Regions from separate parts of the Gossypium hirsutum genome. Here region 2 is linked to region 1. The links are chromatin contacts, called in public Hi-C maps. All regions are on one chromosome and are shown on one strand. Each heading gives the region's core, a stretch centred on a gene start, on an enhancer-like site or on the middle of the called end of the contact. The rest is flanking DNA. Distances are from core to core; before and after follow the strand shown. Region 1 holds the start of LOC107890019 (sister chromatid cohesion protein PDS5 homolog A). Region 2 holds the start of LOC107888982 (transcriptional adapter ADA2b).

Evidence for each region. A called contact is a pair of places that touch in the nucleus more often than the background predicts.
Region 2: a Hi-C map of leaf shows a contact between it and region 1, with 2.8 times the contacts expected there. The contact joins the promoter of LOC107888982 here to the promoter of LOC107890019 in region 1. A contact is called at or near these places in 7 of 34 Hi-C or Micro-C datasets (callus, hypocotyl, leaf and 1 more).

The regions. Positions count from the first base shown.
Region 1 is chrA09:58,361,768-58,368,461 of Gossypium_hirsutum_v2.1, reverse strand. It overlaps LOC107890019 (sister chromatid cohesion protein PDS5 homolog A), which reads left to right and starts at 3,956. Exons shown (of 33, transcript XM_041077745.1): 1 at 3,956-4,351. The coding sequence starts at 4,259.
Region 2 is chrA09:58,587,998-58,594,827 of Gossypium_hirsutum_v2.1, reverse strand. LOC107888982 (transcriptional adapter ADA2b) reads left to right here and starts at 2,923. Exons shown (of 13, transcript XM_016813261.2): 1 at 2,923-3,304; 2 at 4,479-4,534; 3 at 5,235-5,413; 4 at 5,603-5,668; 5 at 5,807-5,932; 6 at 6,013-6,088; 7 at 6,370-6,430; 8 at 6,514-6,560; 9 at 6,681-6,785. The coding sequence starts at 3,252. LOC107890253 (non-specific lipid-transfer protein) reads right to left here and starts at 130. Exons shown (of 2, transcript XM_041077748.1): 1 at 1-130. The coding sequence starts at 82.

The DNA.
Region 1 (6,694 bases), core at 2,707-5,206:
GCACACGGGCGTGCATCTTGGCTGTGTGTGACACACAGTCTGCCCCATGGGCGTGTGGTCCGGTCGTGTGTCCCTTGCACGTAAAAAATTCTAGTCAGTATGCATGGTAATAAACATACAGGCAGAGACAAGGCAGTATGTCTCAGCCGTGTGGAGGACACGGCCCAGCACATGAGCATGTGCCTTGGCCGTATGACATTATGAGTATGCTGACGTTAGAAACAGAATGTCTATGTTTTTGTACACGGGCTAGGACACAGGTGTGTCGTGGCTGTGTGAGGGACACGAGTGTGTGTCTAGCCATGTGAAAACCCTTGTAGCTGTGAATTAGAAATTAATTCTACACAGGTGTGGGACATAGGCGTGTCCCAGGGTGCTTAGGCTGTGTGAGCCACATGGGCCTTCAGCACGACCATGTCGAAATGGTCACAAGGGCATGTTACTCTTCCTCACGGGCGTGTGCCCTATTTTAAAGGCGAATTTCTTAAGGTTGATTTAAGGATCCGGAATGGTTCCGAATAGTTTTAAATGATTGATTTGGAGCTCATAGGCCCATAATAAGAAGTTTAAAGTAGATATTGAAAAAGTTTTAAGTTGGATCAAGTCTCGGTGACTTGAGATTGGTTGTATGCATGAGATCAAGTTAGGTAATGCCTTGTACTCCTCCCCAGCGTGGGTTACGGGTATAGGGTGTTACATAACTTGTTTGGAGAGGAGGGAACTTGGTCATAGGAGGGAAAAAGGTATGACCGTTTCGTTGAAGAGAGGTTCTCTTTTGGATGCAAGTTCTGAAAAGTTAGGGCACCGTGTTCGTGAAAATTAGACCTAGGTTAGTTTTGATTTGGCAGTGCACAAGTCGAAGGCTAGAAGTCTTCCAACTTCTAAGCATAGATTCGACTCAGTTAGTTTCCTACATAGTTCAAGATAGGCCATGGCGGGTTTTGACAAAGATGGCGTTGTGAGAATTCGTATTAAGTTGGAGATTGTTAGGGTTGTGTGAACCAAATTCCTGTTAAATAAGAGATTACTTACAAGTCAAGTTAAGCAAAATATATTTCCTTTCTAGAAGATTTACTATTTTTTAGTATAATATATTTAACATTTATTAGCACAATTTATTTGACCTACAAATTTAGCATATAAATAGGCTCTTTTACAACCTTAGAAAATACACCCATTAAAATATTAGAACTCATAACACTTTTTGAAGAATTTTGTATTTACGTTTTAAAAAGTTACTTTTTTCGAGTTTCAGGGTTTAGTTTTTTTATCTCCATCTTTTGTACTTTTTGTTCTTTTATCATTATTGTAAATTTATTTTTGCCCGTGGTTTTTTTATTCTCTTTGGAGGAGTTTTTCGACGTTAAATTTGTGTACTCAATTTCTCAATTTTCTGCTATTTTTACTTGTTCTTAACTTAATCGAGTTGATCCCTAACATAACTTTTAATAATAAAAAAAAACAAAAATATGATATTTTTAATTATGTTTTGGTCTATTTTCATTTTTCATTTTTTAAATATAAAATTTCCTTTTTTTTAATAATTTCTCAATTTTATGAATTTTTAAATTATTGTTAAATTTTGAAACAATTAACTTTTAATATCATTTGTTTTGTATGTGATTTTGCGCATTTAATAGTTAATTAGTTTTTTCTACCAAATATTTAATTAGTTTTTTCTACCAAATATTTAATTAGTTTTTTCTACCAATAAATATTTAATCAAAATTTTAAATATTATATTTTTAATTACAGTTTTTAACATAAATAATATTTCTTATTTGAATTATTGAGTATAACTAAAATATATTAGCTTATCAATTTAAATATTATAATAGAAAATTTTCAAATGATAATTAAAGCATTTTACCATATTCAACATACAATATATTTTTACTTTATGTAATTAAGGCTAAGTAACATTATTAAAAATAATAACTAATTAACCTAATTAACTTTAATATTAATTAATTGATATTTAAGATGTTTAGAATTCTATTCAAGTAATAAGTCTATTCATATGAATAAAATTAACACAATTTTTGTTTACCTAAAAAATTAAACTAATAATTGTAAATTACAATTATAATTATCACAATTTTTTCCCTATATTTTATACTTAGATTTTAATTTAAATAATAATTCTATTTTAAAATTAGCACATTTCCTTTTAACTAATAATTATAATTTAAATTCTAATTATTTTTGAATGTATGATTACACAACTTCTATTTTGTTTCAACTTTTTAAACTAATAGTTCTAAATTAAATATTATAATTATTTTTAAATGTGAATTTAATAATATGATGGAAAATAAATGATATTTTGGTCGGTTTAAAAGTTTTTCCAAACTCATGCTTTTATATATACATTATAGAATTATAGATTATAAATTATACCATTCGATTTAGTTGATTGAATTCATTGAATTGAGAATTGAAAATCTAATAGATTTAACTTCTAATTTAATTTTTTCAACCATAATAGTTAAAAGTAGGGTAAACTACATTTTATTAAACTTTTAGTAAGTTTACTTTTTGGTCACTCAATTTTAAAAAATTATAAAACGGTCACTGAACTATTTTCAAGTTTTTATATAAGTCACTGGATAATTAAAATTGTTGTTGTACGATCTTCTTTGTTACCACAACTTGTATCAATCGAAAGCTCTCCTTCCCATTCTCTTCTACAATTCAATTTTTTTCATGAAACAACTTTGAATGTCACAAATCTACAAACCAAAATCCATAGGTTTCTTCTTCGATATCTAACACTGACCGACAGATCAATTTAGATCTAATTTATGTTCTTCTACTTGTTGATTGGTGCTAATCCACTATACAATTTCAAATTGTCGCTTGAAGCTCACTAGTTGAACTTAAAAAAGAAATTTAATAGCCCAGTGACTTGAATAAAACTTTCAAATAGTTCAGTGACTTGCATGAAAATATTCGAATAATTCAATGATCATTTTGTAACTTTTTAAAATTAAGTAAACAAAATATAAATTTACTAATAATTTAGTGACTTTTGAGATAATTTACCGTTAGAAGTAAAATACATTCAAAATTTTTAAAACTAAAAAATTAACGAGGCAAACCGGAAATAAAAAAGTAAAATCAAGTAAAAGTGCAAAAAACAAAAAACCATAAAAATATAAAAGAAAAGGTTAAACTCTACCACAGTCCCTATACTTTGCAAAAGTTATTGATTTAATCTCTCTACTTCAATTTGGTTATATTTAGTCCCTGTACTTTTCAGAATTTAAAATTTTGATCCTTATCAAACGGTAATTTTTAAAATTTGATACGTCAAGCATATTATAATATGTAAAAGGTTAAACTCTACCACAGTCTCTATACTTTGCAAAAGTTATTGATTTTATTTCTCTACTTTAATTTGGTTATATTTAGTCCCTGTACTTTTCAAAATTTAAAATTTTGATCCTTACGAAACGGTAATTGTTAATTCATTAAGTTCTACTATTTTCAAAATCTGATACGCCAAGCATATTATAATATGTGTAATGCTATGTCAACTTGTTATTTCTACATATTACTTACTAAAAATCTTGTTGATGGATTAACAACTATCATTCTACGTCAAGATTGAAATTTCAAAATTCGAAAAGTATAAGGACTTAAAATGATCTAATTGGAGAATATGAACCAAATCTATAACTATACGCATAGTACTAAGCTAATAATTGAGTTTAAACAAATGTATTTAACTGTTATTGTTTGAGTTAGGATGAAAATTTCAAAATTTTAAAAGTATAGGGATTAAAATTGACCAATTAGAAAAATAAAGTGACTAAATCCATAATATGGGGACTAAATATATAATTTTCACAAAAGTACAGGGCCTAATAGTAAAATTTAACCAAAAAAACCAAAGGCAGAAAAGGAGACGGAGCACGTAAATAAGTATGGAAGTCAGCATGTGGGCGGAATTTAAGTAAGTATTTAGAGCTCATTTTAATTTCATATTTCGCGTCCGTATTCGAAATCGAAAAAAACCACAGACCAGAGTAGAGAAAAAAAGAAAAGAAACGAGGGAGGGAGAAAAATATAAAGGCAAAAGGCCCAAACTATTAAATCTAAAAAAAAAAATTCAATTTTTTTCTTTGTTTCTTCCTTGAATCTCTATGTATGCATGTCAGCTCGGTAATGGTTCTCGAGTCTGAAAGTCCATGAGCTTCTGCTTTTTGTTTTTGTAAACAGAAAAAAATATAAGAAAAAATATACGGATTGGAAAATGGCGCAGAAGTTGGAACAGCAGCTCAAGGAGTTGGGATCCAAGCTTCACTCTCCTCCTTCTTCCAAAGACGCTCTTCTTAAGCTCTTAAAGGCACGCATGCTTCTCCTTTTTTCTTAAAAAAGTTCAATTGAATTACTTAATTCGAGTGAGCTTCCTAGTTGCTGTGAGGTTTATTCACGATTAAGTTGTTTTTTTTTCTGTGTTTCCTTAGTATTTTAGGTTTTAAAAGGGTATCATGAACCTCTTTTCTATAAATTTGCTTTCCCAGAGGAAGCTAGTTCCTAATTAGATGCGAGTTTCATGAAATTTGGTTGAATTAGGGTATGTGTACAAGAACTTTGTAAGTTTCCGTATTTGTTTTTTGAAAGTTCAATTGAATTACTTCATTTGAGCGAGCTTCCTAGCCTGTGAGGTTTACTTGCACTTAAGCCTTTTCTTTCCTTAGGATTTTGGGTTTTAATAGGGCGTCATAAACCTCTTTCATGAAATCGCTTTCTTAGAGGAAGTTAGTTCGTAATTAGATGCGAGGTTCTAGAAATTTGGTTGAATTAAGGTATCTGTACAAGAAACTATGCAGGTTTTAGTCTTTTGTTTTGAAGTTCAATTGAATTACTTAATTCGAGTGAGCTTCCTAGCTGCTGTGAGGTTTATTCACGGTTAAGTTTTTTGTTTACTTAGGTTTTAAAAGGTTAATAGGTTATCATGAACCTCTGTGATGAATTCACTTTGTTAGAGGAAGTTGGTCGTAATGCAAATTTCATGAAAATTGGTTGAATTAGGGTTGTTTTCCAGTTCGTAGACGTGTCTCCAACTTACATGTTTTTTCCCAAAATGGGTTTCTGACATGTTTTATTCCCATAATTTGGTAGATGATATGATGAATGTTCAGGCCTTGCAATTTTTATTAAAAACTCAATCTATTGTAATATGGTTAGGATGTTCTGTTGTGATTGTGTCAAGTAATTGGATCTCCAAATATGTTTCTGACAAGACCATGGTTCCTCAAGGCAGTGAATCAGGCCTAAATCAACAGCAGTGTGCTATGCCCGGAGCCTGGACCGTGCTTGGCATTTTACTTTTCAAGTTTGAATCTGAATTGTGCACAATAATAAGTGCAACGAATGCTGTAAATGAGTGATAAAATGGCACCCATGCATAAGAATGATTGATAACCCGTTCCATAGTTCAAATCTTCAAGTACGTTAGTACATCACAAATCTTTGATTTAGGTTGCCCTTCATGGATTGCAACACCCACCCACTATTTTGTATAACAGGGTCAAACAAGCATATCTGGGCCTGGTCTTAGTTTGGAATTTTCATTGTGGTTTTGGTCCTGGGGAAGGCTCTGAGGGGTATTCTGGTATGCGTAATCAACCCCCAAAAGTTTTCCTCTAAGACACAGAATTATATGGGACTGGCAACAGTAATCAATTTTAGTCATTGTTTTGGTGAGGGCTATATCCTTCAAAAGGGTTATTAAAAGCTAACTGATCTTTAATGATATCAACCCATCTAAGATGTTGTTTCACACTACCTCCCTCTTTCATTTTTTTTTTCTGCTTGGATTGAATCACTTTTCCATACTGGACTATCATTCTTCAGTTTTGCACATGACTAAACAATCATGTTGCCCTTCCTTTAGTTTATGAATGATTGATTAAGCTTCCACTGGTACGCAAATGCCTGATCTACGAAGAAGTGGTTAGGTTTCTCAAGCAGCAATAACTAGTTTGTAAAGGATTTTTCGTCTTAACCAAGCGTAGTCAAAGTGATTTTATTGAATATCCATTGCTTTTATTTTTGTAGTACATGATGTTTGGGACCTCTGATGGTGAGTTTATCACTTTGCCAATGAGCTGAAGAGGCATCTTATTATGCATGAAAGAAATGGCAGTTCTTATATTTTGGTTGACCTTAATATACTTGTGGTTGAGTGGGATCTCTGATGGTGAATTTATTATTTTGCTAATGGGCTGAAGAGGCATCTTGTTATGCATGAAAGAAATAGCAATCTTTCATGTTGGTAGGCCAGAATATACCGGTTGTTGAGTGGAAAACTAATATGCATTTTGTCCTTCAGTCGGTTTGAATTATGGATTCTGCATTTTATTTTCCAAAACTGTTTTAAACGCATGACTACCACAGTGGCAAATATGTATTAGTGTGTAATGATGCTGTAAATAAACCACAGCTGCTGCTTACTTGGGAGTATGTGAAAATAGAGTTCCTCTGATTTTGAAGTCTACTATAAGTAAAAACTTGGATCTTATGAGTCTGGTCAATTGATTTGTTAGGTTATTATGGTTGTTATATTGCCTTCTGCTGTTGAGTAAAAAATGCACAAATACTTCTATATTTCTTTTTTCTTTCTTCTCTTGTGTTAGGGGTTTAGGTGGGTAAATCCTATGTATGTATATGTATGTGTATTACA
Region 2 (6,830 bases), core at 1,674-4,173, 230 kb before region 1:
TGATTGCATGCACTGTTAAAACCACTGTCACTAACCCTAATACCCCAACACACCAAAACACACCATTCAATTTCTTTTCCATTTGTAAAAAGATTGAAAAAGAAGAAGAAATGCTTGATTTAGTTGTTAACCCCGCAACTAGGACTAGACCCTTTGCCACTTATTTATAGGGTCAATTTGGATTCTATCACTAAAGAGAGTTTGATTATTGTAATCTAGGAAAAAATCATCAAAATCTTCATTCATTAATCACATTAGGTTTTTTTAGCTTTAAATGGGTCTTCACAGTTCACTCATCTTCTTCCGTTACATGTTGGTGGTTGTGTTGTTAATAAGAAAAGAAAATAAATTAAAATTTGTCATAAAAGTCCATGTACTTTACAAAAATTTAGAATTTAATCCATGTACTTTTATTTTTAGGAATTTAGTCACTTTACTTTTCATATTTTAAAATTTAATCCAACTACTAACACTGTTAAATTTGTTGGTGTGACATTTCGAAATAAAAAATACTCACTCGATAGCCATGTAATTAAATAAATGACGTTGTAATGAATTTGAATTTAACAAAAAAATTAACAGTGTTAACATTTATACCTGAATTTTGAAATTTAAAAAATAACAGTATTAAATTCTTGAAAATGAAAGTATAAGAACTAAATTCTAAATTTTCAAAGAGTATAGAAACTTTATAGACACTTTTGATTATTCTATTTACCTGAAATGGCTAATTTCTTTTAATCTTTAAAAATAGGGTAAACTACACCTAAGGCAACTAAACTATTAGTAAGTTTATGTTTTGGTTGCTTGGTTTTAAAAAGTTACAAAATGGTCTCTAAACTATTTGAATGTTTTCATTTAAGTTACCCAACTGTTAAAATTGATATTCTATGGCTTCTCTATTCACATTGTTTGCACTAATCAAAAGCTCTCATTCCCCTTCTCTTCTATTTTAATTTTTTTCATTAAACATCTTTAAATGTCATGAATCTGCGAGCCAAAATCCAAATAATTTTCTTTTCCAATCTCCAACGCTAACGATTAGATTAATTTGAATTTAAGGTATGTTCTTCTACTTATTGATGGACATTGATCCACCATATTGATCGTTGAATCGTCGCTCAAAGCTTGTTGGCCATGTTGTTTTTCTTTTTTTAAAAAAAAAATTAATAGCTAAGTGACTTAAATAAAAACTTTTGAATAGTTCAATGACTTAAATGAAAATTTTTAAATAAATTATTAATATTTTGTAACCTTTTAAAATTAAATAATTAAAATATAAACTTATTAATAATTTAATGATGTTATGTGCAATTTACTCTTTAAAATTTTTATGTTGAACATTGGTCGATATCAGAGGTGAAGCCAGAACAATTTTTTAAGGGAGCCAGATGAAATTTTAATTTTTTATACCTTATATCTTTATAATTTTTAAAAGATTAAATTAAATTTTTATATTTTTAGGGGGCTAAATATAATTTTACCTTTACTAATTTAAAATATTTAAAAATTTTTAAAAGCCTAAATAATAATTTTATATTTTAGAGACCCCTAAAAATAGGTCTAAATACGCTACTGGTTGATATATAGGACTCTTTTGTCGAATGTTGATGTAAATTTATTGCGTAATCTCTTACTGCCATGAGGTCATATCCTACAACTATTTGATGGGACTTGGTTCATAGAGCTCGTAGAATTTGGATTGATGGAACTGCAAGATTCAAGTGAAAAGTATTAACATGCATGTATAATTGTGGAGCTCACCTATATGTGAAAGAACTTGAACCATTAACATGATCTTTATATAAAACACTTGCAACTACAACACCACTTAAATTATATGCAAGATGTTGATTTTTCTCTCTTTAATTTTTGTAGGTTGACCACTTAAATTACATGCAAGATGTTAATTTCTTTCTCTTGAATTTTGTAGGTTGACCAACTAAAATACTTCAAATTTAATTTCGGGCAACTATTTATGATACATTAACTTTTGGGCAGGGCCGTAGCAGGGGGCTGGCATGGGCCCTTACCCCCCTAAAATATAAAATTATATTTTAAGCCCTTAGATTTTTTTAAAAATTTTAAATTAGTAAAGGTAAAATTTCACTTTGACCTCCCTAAAATTATAAAAATTTGATTTAATTTTTTACAAATTATAAAGATATAAACTATAAAAAATTAAAATTTTATCCGACCCCTCTAAAAATTTTTTTTGGCTTCACCCCTGCTTTTGGGAGAATGTAACAAACAAAATTTTCATTAAAATACAATACTTTCAATTATTAAGAAGCCGATTAATTATATAACGAACAACACTTCAAAATTTTCTCACCAAAAAATAAACCCTTGAGTAAAACTATAAGTTTACCAGAACTATACTATAGCAAGTTAACATCTAATCTTATTTCGATTATTACTATTATTAAATAGAAAAGACATTAATCCTCTCTTTAGTACTAGTCTCATGACATTTTTTCCCATCTTTTTGGACGCAATTTTAATTTGTACTCTGGTACACTTGATAGGAGCAGATCATCTTTAGATAGAAGATAATAGGAAAAAATGAAAATAAAAATGTCAATTGCCATTCAATATGTAATTAAAAAAGGAAATAATAATTAATTAATTAATTAAAAACCTAGAGCCAACCGGAGCAAGTCTCTTTTACTATTAAGGATTAATTCGCTATTTACTTTTGAATTATATATATTTTTTATTTTAATATTTAAAGTTTTTCCAGTTTATTTAAAAAATCTGAAACATAATATATTTTTATTAGATGTTGATAATTTTAAGATAAAATGAGATATTTAAGTAACAAGATAAATAAAATTTTAAGTACCAAAACAATAAAAATATTTGTAAAATTCAAGGCTCAAATGGTAATTAATATTTTTTAAAGAAAAAAAATAAATAAAAGGGTTTTGTTTCAGAAATGAATTTAAGAAAGAAAAACACAAAAAAAAGCTGTTTGGAATTGGCAGTATATAAATCGAACTGCCAAACAATATGCTTAATTGCAGATATAGTAAAATAATTATTATAATTATTAGTATAAACAAACAACTGAATTCGTTCAATTCCCAATCCTCATAAAGATTCAAAATTTCTGGGAATTTTACGAATTTCAGCTAAACCCATCAAATTCATTAACTTTTTTTTCTGTAAGCTGCTTTTCCTTACCGAAAGGTCTTTGTCAAAGTTCCTTACTTCATTGAGAAACTAGGGTTCAGTACTTCAAATTTTCAATGGGTCGTTCTCGCGGGAATTTTCATTCTGCTGATGAGGATCCTACCCAGAGGTTAGTCATCATTTCTTTCTTTAATTTCCTCATTTTGAAGAATTATTATGTTAACTTGTATGTTTTTTTTTTAAGAAAGAACTTGTCATTCAGAAATCTGCATTTTAGCTTGCATGGTGAAGGGCTAAGATTATTTTCAGAAATTAGAACTGTTGGTTCGAGTTCGAACTTTTGCATTTTCAGTTTCTCCTTTTTTTTTAGTTAGTAGAAAGAACACTAGGACCTGTTTGTAAAATGTTCACTTATGTGCAATAATACTGTTGATGCTCTTTTGGTGATTGACTGACCTTGACGGTACTCTTCGAGGAAGGTAAGCGGGGCTTAGAGAATATGGGTTCCTAACGTGAGATAGAGCGCCGAAGCTTATGCTCCATAATGCTCAATTCTCAAGTTACTAAAGGGTGTTATCAGATGGAAACGGAAGTATGAGCTTAAGCACGATAATGACATGAGAGTGTAGAGAGAGAAGTCTAGTCGTACTTTAGGTATTTATGCTTAGTCTTTGAACTGTTCGAAGGGCTGCATGAAGCATGCTTATTGGCTGTCCAACTGGCCGTGTTGGCGTCCTGGTGTGCCTAGTGATCAGTTTGTCAGCCATATAACTGTTGGTTGCTTGGAGTCATTTTCTGACAAGGTAGTTGATCTCTGTCAGCTACTTGTTGTGCCAGGTGGTTTGCTGCCTTTGTCAACAGTTGGTGATGTTGGATGCTTGAGCTCTTGTGAGTTTGAGCCTTTTTTGGGCTCTAGCATGCTCATAACTCGGTATAACAAATTCATTGTGATGATTTTGAGAAATATAAAGTGATTAAATAAACAGGGGCTATGATTAGGGGTATTATCTATTTTAATAGATTTGATTATCTACTCTGCCATTTAATCATACTGGATTATTAGTTCATTAACTTTGAGGTTTCTTTCTTATGGTGAATTTTACATACTCAGAATCTAACATCACTTGTTGTAATGAATTATGATAGCAAAGGATGAATCATTGTTGTCTTGTTTTCCTTTTGATTGTTTACGTCTTCTTCCGTTTGTTTGTGTAATAATTAACTATTAACTGGTTAACAGCTTCTTTTTTTCCCCTTTATATTGTGATATAATCAGTTAATGGGGTTTTCATGATTCTCTTTTTTGGGTTGCTTCATTTAAATACCCCTTTCTTGTTATGCAGATCAAGGAGAAAAAAGAATGCCTCTGCTGGAGAAAATTTAGAATCTTCTTCTTCAGGTGCTTTTCTACGATTTTCAAAATGCAACCCTCTCAGAATGAATTTTGCAGTGAAAAGTTCTTTTCTATGATGCAATTAATTGATAAAAATAAGATAACCAAAATATCAATGTTTTCATCTAGTAATGGAAATTTATAGCAGAGCCATATGGAGAGTGTGTCAAGGGCCATTTTCTAGTATTATGATACAAGTCTTTGGCTACAAATGCAACAGTTTCAAGAGATAACAGTGGCCATTTTATTTTTATGAGAAAAAGGAATTGTTAAATATTTGGAACCTTGCAAATCACCTTTTCTAGAACCTAGAGGGTAAAGACCCTCTGAATGTAGAGACTTTGCTGCCTAAAACTTAAAAAAGTTGATATTCTGTTTTGCTATATTCTATCTTTACTGTAGACCTTGATATAGTTGCTAAAAGTTGACCCATAATTCTATCTAAAGCAGATTGGCTATGCATATATTGCATTTGGAAAAGTTCTAATAAGTTGTTAGATACATAGTATTATGATTAGCTGTTATCAAGATTCTAGAGCCCATGGTATGGTGCTGGTGATTTTGTGATTATTTTAAAATGATTGATCCTCCCTAAGTATTCTAAATACTTTTGGTTCTTCAGAACAAGGCAATTCTCTTTGTTCATTTGCGAGCTATTTTGACCCTTTTCCATCTATTCCTGATCTTATATCCTTTTCGGAGCTAGGTCAAGGAACAAGTGAAGGGAAAGGAGCTTTATACCACTGCAATTATTGCAACAAGGACATCACAGGAAAAATCCGTATCAAATGTGCTATTTGTCCTGATTTCGACCTATGTATAGAGTGCTTTTCTGTTGGAGCTGAGGTTACACCTCATAAAAGCTGCCATCTTTACAGGGTCATGGTTAGTAAAAGCCTTGAGGAAACAATTTTTCCTGTCCTGATGTCATACTGAATTGTCATTTTTGTTGTTTATGTTAATGTATAGCTTCTGATGAACTTCATTTTTGCTCATGTTTCTGTATCTCATATCTGTTTATGTACCTTTGTTTTTGTTATGATTCAGTGCTGACAACAGAGTTTTGATTAACAGGACAACTTATCTTTTCCCCTTATCTGTCCTGACTGGAATGCAGATGATGAAATTTTGCTTCTAGAGGTATTTCTATGTTCATACTCAAAGTTAAAGCAGTGAAGAAAGTTATGTTTGGTCCTTCTTGATTTGTTCCGTACAGCATATAAATGTGAAATAATCAGAGAATCAATCTTGTTTTATTTTATCTTTTTCTAATTGTAGGGAATTGAAATGTATGGCCTCGGAAACTGGGCAGAAGTAGCTGAGCATGTGGGCACAAAGAGTAAGGAGAAGTGCATTGACCACTATACTAATGTTTATATGAAGTCCCCGTTCTTCCCTCTTCCGGTATAAGAACTATCAAATCCCTTATTAGTTGTGCCTTTCTGTGCATATAATAAAGATCTGACAACTTGATTTTTTCAAAGGATATGTCTCACGTTGTTGGAAAAAATAGAAAAGAGCTTCTTGCAATGGCTAAAGGGCATACTGAGGACAAGAAAGGTTATTGTCGGTTTTCAGTTTTCTCCTTTTTATAATCTTAAATATGTCTTCAACCCCCCCCCCCCCCTTTTTATTTGGTGATATTGGTGAAGGGAAATTTGTAAGTGCTATGAGTCGTAAGCCTTGGATTCATTTTCTTTCCCTTTTCGCTTGAAACTATCTTGCATTTACATGGTAGAAAAATTCTCTCTAGAGAACATAACAACGGTGAACTTAATTATTATTGATGCCTGTTGTTAATAAAATTTCTTATCATTATTAACTTATCGTGAGCTTTGTAGGAACTATGCTTGGGGAGCTTTCAGTGAAAGAAGAATCCCCTTTTTCACCTTCAAGAGTCAAGTATAACCACCATTCTCCTCTCTGTATGTATCCTCTTTGTTCATCTGTTCCATTTCTTATGTGAATTTTATTGATTTACCCAGAGTTGAAGGCAGTAATTGTGGCCGAATAATGTCTGGCTTAAATGCGGGTGAGCATTGATATATCTTTTCTTTTCCCTGCTGGGAGATACTTTATTTATTTAGTGTGGGCACTGATAATCTAATCACTGTGATCCTCGTCCTCTCTGCTTTGTTTCTGAAAACTTTAGATGTAGAGTCTGGGGCGCGTTCTAGCAGTAACAGCACAGCATCGGCAACTGTTGTGAAAGTATCGAACATGAACCAGGTTAAAGATGGCAATGTCAAAATGGAAGGTCTGTTATCTTTTTACTTTTTCTTTGTTCTCTTTTACTATCATT